2 separate regions of the Mus musculus genome follow, and region 2 is linked to region 1. Evidence: chromatin contacts called from public promoter capture Hi-C data. All regions are on one chromosome and are shown on one strand. Each heading gives the region's core, a stretch centred on a gene start, on an enhancer-like site or on the middle of the called end of the contact. The rest is flanking DNA. Distances are from core to core; before and after follow the strand shown. Region 1 holds the start of Actl11 (actin-like 11). Region 2 holds the start of Iho1 (interactor of HORMAD1 1).

Region 1 (2,767 bases), core at 131-2,630:
GACCTACAAGCACTGCCCGTGAGCCCATGGGATCATGGCACAACAACCCCATCCTTGTATTGCCTGTGGCCATATCAAATACCAGCACATGGTCTTCTACAGCATCCTGGAGCTGGCAGGTTGGGGCGCCAGAAATGGGACTCTGTATGACTCCTCTGGGAGACTGGGGAAGGGAATGCTTGCTGTAGGCTCCTTGTAGGACCGGCAGTGGCACGTTAGAGCAGTTGTTGTTGTTGCAGGCATTGGGGGGCTGCTTGTCTGGATGAGAGCTGCAAACCTTGTGGCTATTCTCCTGTATCTTGAAAGAGTCTAGAGGCTCTGAGGTTGATGTTAAGGTGTCTAGCCTGGAGACTAGACACTTCTTTGCAGGGTACTCAGATTGCTGGATTGGCACCTGCACCTTGGCAACTTCTTGGTCCTGGATTTTGGGTGAAAATTCTGCTGGACTAGATGTTGGAGTGGGAGGAGTCTCCTTAAGGAAAAAATATACTTTGTCCTTTTTGGAAGGATCTGAGAGAACAGACAATTGGTTGCCCCCGTTCCTTAGATCAAGAGGCAGGTCTTTAGCGGCTGCAGTGGTATTAGTCAGGTAGTTGGGACTATAGGTGTAAGGTTTAACTGCGGCAGGTGCTGGTAATCCGTTGACAGCTGCGACAGAAGCTGGCACTGAGGTTGGAAGAGGCAGTGACGGTGAAGAAGTCGCCTTGTTTAGGGTGGGAGACTGAGCCAGACATGGACACTTGTCTTGCCTCTGATCTTGGACTGGAGCCTGAGTCAGAAGAGGTGCTTGACCTTCAACTACACCACTCTCTCCCGAGAGGAAGTAGGGTAGCCATCGACTCTTTCTGGAGCCCTCAGAGGCCATCTGGCCAATGTTACAGGTTCCTTTGCCCCAGCCTACCAGGACTTTAGCTGGAGCCTTGCTCTCCCTCCCAATCTGTAACTGATTCTGGGAGAGGTTGAATCTGTACTGGGCTTTGTCATCTGTGCCGTTGTTGTCTGGGGGCATTGGCAGAGTCTGAGTCCCATCATCCATGAGGAGATGCTCCTGGGTTCCCACAACGGGGTTTGGGTATGGGTTAGAAGAGAATCTCGAGGTGTCCTGGGAGGCCCGTGCATAGTCACACTGGGAGTTGACCTGAGCAGAATTATGGAGTAGTTGAAGCATGGGTTGAGAGGCAGGAGCCTGAGAGGTTGAGTTGATGGCCCCGGTGGAGAGTGACAGCCCTTGCTTCGAGTAGAGGGATTTAGGGTTCATCCATGGTCCCTGGGACACTTTGAAGCCACCCGTTAGCTGCTGGCTGCTAGGCAGTGGATGGCCCTGGGGGCCCGATGGATCAGGGCCCCCCACCTTCTTGGTGTCTTCCATAGTCCTGCTCCATGCCCTAGGTGCCCTGCCCCCACTTCATTGCCATGGTGACCCCACACAATCACTGCCCCCAGTGACCTGGAGAGTGACAACATATGAGATAACAGGGGCCCCACCCCCTGAAGACAGGAGGCTTCCCTGAGGACTTTAGGAGGTGGGGACTTTAGGACTTCTGTAGGCCAGCTTTGTCCCTTCTTTATGAACCAGTGACCACTCTACCCCAGACCAGCCCCTCAGTGAGGGCAGTGTCTCAGAGAGGGCCAAGGTAAGGTCAAGGGAGAAGAATAGTAGAATAGTCAGGGGAGACGGAGGGTTTCTCTGACACTGGGCCCTTTGCTAGAGCAAAGCCTCTTACTACTTAAGTCTAAGAGACAGAAGAGGGTGAGGGACCCAGACTCAGCCTCCGGCTCCCCTCTCCTGTGTTCCCTGCTTCCGCTCCCGCTCCAGGGACAGCAGCTCCTTGGCAGTCTCTGCTGCTCCAGATGGTTTTCCTCTGCTTGTGCCTCATAGAGCCCCCTCCCCAGAGCCACATGTCCCTGAAGCCCAGGGCCAGTATCTTGGAGGAGTGGGTATGGGGGTGGTGGAGGTGGAGCCTCTCCTCAGAATCTTCAAGTTGTAATGTTCTAGCTCTTGTCACATTGTGTCAGTTTCATCCTGGCCAGAAGGAGAGCATAGCGGTAGGCACAGGGCTAGGATGCAGTAGCCGTAGTGTTAACTAAGTGGCAATTACAAATTACAAGATGGAATGGTGGGGATCTGGTAGGAAGAGGGCCAGCTTCACAATGAGAACATGGCAAATAGGAGACTGAACACACAGTGTGTATGTTCAGAACAGTACTGTATATATAGCAAAGACAAGCTAGACAAAGCCTTGATATGAGTAGACATGTTAAAAAAAATAAAGGAAGCTTTTAGGCTTGATCAGTAACCCTCCTTCTCACCCCCCCCCCTGCCCCGCCCCAGCACACTTTCTTTAATGGGGAAACAGGAATAGGGAGGAATCATCCCTTAGACCCAGGGCCACCCTGAGGGTCCACACAGCTCTGCAGCCAGAGAACAGGTCATTCACACCCGACTACTGGACATTCTGCCTCGGGCCATCAAACCCTCCTTCCTCCTCCAGCTCTGAGCTAGCCGGCTGCTAACTCTATCTTCCAGGGCTCTGATCCCCTCAGGGCTCAGTCTTTCCACCCAGGAAAGAGGTTTGTGGAGAACGCAGCTGTAGGCTTGCCCTCCTCCGAAGCAACATGTTTTCACAGAGGTTAAAAATAGTGTTTACAGTTGGCTGTGGGGTGCTAGGCTGTGTGACCGACCAGGGACTAAGGCTGCACTGCGCTGCATCTGCACCTTTTTGATTGGCTGATGAGCAGAGCCTGACTCAGCCGCATTCCAGGCCCC
Region 2 (2,767 bases), core at 165-2,664, 500 kb before region 1:
GTGTCGCTAGGGCTACAGGTCTCACCATACTTGGCTAATTTATTTTTTGCTGTACCAATGATGGAACCCAGGGCCTTCCATATGTTGCGTATGCTTCCTGCTGCTGAGCTCTAAGCCCCAAACTAGGTTGTGAGTTTTTGCTTGTACTCTGAGACAGAATCTCACTATGTAGTCTTGGATAAGCTAGAACCCCCTCATATATAGGCCAGGATAGCTTTGAACTTGGATCTATCTTCTTACCTACACAAGTGTTGGGATTTCAGGCATGTAATACCATGCCTGACTTTGTTTGACACAGGGACTCATGTATCCCAGTCTGGTCCCAAACTCACTTTGTAGCCAAAAAGACCTTAAACTTCTGATTTTTTTTTTTTTTTGCCTCCACCCACCCAGAGTGCTAAGATTCCAGATGTACACCATAATTGTCTCCATTGTTTTGTTACTATAGAGAGTGTACATTTTTTAGAATTCTATATAAATAGAGCCATACAATATGTACTCTTTTGTGTCTGACTTCTACTTAGCATAGATATTTGAGGTTTAGGGGCACTGGTGTGATAACTGTTCTGTCATTTTTATTACTTGGGTTTACCTTTGTTGTTGATGGTGGGGTTTTTTTTTTTGTTGTTGTTGTTGTTGTTTTTGTTTTTTGAGACTGGGTTTCTCTGTGTAACACTGGCTGTCTTAGAACTCTGTAGGCCAGGCTGGCCTCGAACTCAGAGATCACCAGCCTCTGCCTCCCGAGTGCTAAGATTAATGGCATGTGACCGCTTCCCAGCTTAAATTTTTATTTTATTTTGTTCTTTGTTTTGCTGTTTTGCCTTTGTGTATGTGTGAGTTTATGCTCATGCCCACTGCACACACGTAGAGGTCAGAGCACAACGTTCAAGGGTCTCAGAACTCAACTCTACCTTTGTGGATCCTGAGGAGCAAAGCCAGGTCTTTGGGCTTGGTGGCAAAGCTGAGCATCTTGCTGGCCCTTGAGTTCCCTGTTGTCTGAGTATAGCAACTCTCTTCACTCTGGCTCCAGATGCTCCGGCTACTCGGATATACCCAGACAACAGTGAACTCAAAGGCTAGCAAGATGCTTAGCCATATCCTGATCTTTGGCACCCTCGCCCACCTTACACATGGCCCTCACAGGCAGCATTGGGCATTCCTCCGGGCCTCCATTTTTTAGGTGAGAAGTGAGATGGGGTAGTGGACCCTGAGAGGGCCTGTGCTGAGCAACCAGACATGAGGGTTCAGGCTCGTGGGGTCTGCGAGCTGCCTGTGGCTTAAGGCGGAGGGAAGCAGGCCCACTGTCAAATCGTTAAAAAGCCTCAGGCATCGTGCAGAAGGGGGCGGGGTCAAGAATCGGCATTCTTATTGGTGAGCGCAGCCCGGGGGTGGGGCCTCACCTCGGCGGGCTTTCTTCGGCGCCCAGGAAGCCGCAGGAAGGCAGGCGTGTGCTGTCGCGTGTGGCGAGGTGAGAACTCGAGGTGCGTGGGTCACGAGGGGCGTGAGGAGTGGGAAGAGATGAGGTGGTTGGGGAACCTAGGGCCCCGCAGGCCCAGTCGCCCGATGCCTTTGAGGGTCACTCGGCCACTGGAAGCCTGGCCTGAGGCTCTCGGCTTCTCGTCAGACTCTCACAGGGCTGGAGCTTCAAGTGGGCGATGAGGCAAGCCTGGGAAATGAGTGAATGGGGAATCAGAGAGGCAGCTGGAAATTTGTTCTTATTGTTACGAACAAACAAAAGAAAAAAAGAAAAAGTAAGCCGTTTGGGAAACACATAGAAATGATAATCCAGGAGCTTCGAGGTTCTCTCTCTCTCTCTCTCTCTCTCTCTCTCTCTCTCTCTCGGTTTTTCGAGACAGGGTTTCTCTGTGTAGCCCTGGCTGTCCTGGAAGTCACTCTATAGACCAGGCTGGCCTCGAACTCAGAAATCTGCCTGCCTCTGCCTCCCAAGTGCTGGGATTAAAGAGGTTTTCTTAAAACATTATTTTAGCCAGGCGGCGGCGGCGGTGGTGGCGCACGCCTTTAATCCAAGCACTCAGGAGACAGAGACAGGCAGATCTCTGAGTTTGAGGCCAGCCTGGTCTACTAAGGGAATTCTAAGATAGCCAGGGCTACTGAGTAGGATCTTGTCTCAAAGACAAAAACAAACAAACAAACAACACATCAAAATAGAAACAATTATTATTTTTTAAAAACTATTCTTATTTGCAGGGTGGGAGTTTCGTGAAGGTCAGAAGACAGTTTTCAAGAATTGGTTCTGATCAGCCTTGTGGATCTCGGGGTCGAACTTGAATAGTCAGGGTTGCTAGCAAGCATTTTTACCAGTGTTTAGTCCTTGGAGAAAGCTTCTTGACCAGACTATATGAGAGTGAACAATTCCTTTTGGCAAAGAATCACCTGGCGATTAGGTGGAAGGGGACCAGAAGTCTTTGGAAGAAACTAGCCTTTTCAGCATTAAAGGAGGGGTGTTGGGGGGATGTAGAAGATATAGGACGGAGTGTGGGGAGGGAGGTGTTGAAGGCTTTCACTCCAGGACCCCATTTCTCAAAGCTGGAATAGGACAGCCTGGGCTATATAGGGAGTTCTATCTATCTCTTGTTAAGTAGTGGAACCTTGTTCCAAAAAAACCCAGGCTGGACAGCGTGAAGGATATGTGTAATCCTAGCACTATCTGTCGCTGAGGAGAGCCAGGTTGGGGTTCATAGTGAAATCCTGTATAAAAAACAAAACACCCAAGCACTAGGTAGGCAGAGGCAGACAGATCTCTGGA

The links. Promoter capture Hi-C pulls out the DNA fragments that hold promoters and counts their contacts.
Region 2: a promoter capture Hi-C map of neutrophils shows a contact between it and region 1, with 2.8 times the contacts expected there. The contact joins the promoter of Iho1 here to the promoter of Actl11 in region 1. A contact is called at or near these places in 11 of 39 promoter capture datasets (the 3T3-L1 cell line, the C10 cell line, the HPC-7 cell line and 6 more), 1 of 484 Hi-C or Micro-C datasets (the G1E-ER4 cell line) and 1 of 9 other capture datasets (macrophages).

What each region holds. Positions count from the first base shown.
Region 1 is chr9:107,927,082-107,929,848 of GRCm38.p6, reverse strand. Actl11 (actin-like 11) reads right to left here and starts at 1,380. Exons shown (of 1, transcript NM_026338.3): 1 at 1-1,380. The coding sequence starts at 1,369.
Region 2 is chr9:108,430,473-108,433,239 of GRCm38.p6, reverse strand. Iho1 (interactor of HORMAD1 1) reads left to right here and starts at 1,414. Exons shown (of 8, transcript NM_001135198.2): 1 at 1,414-1,468.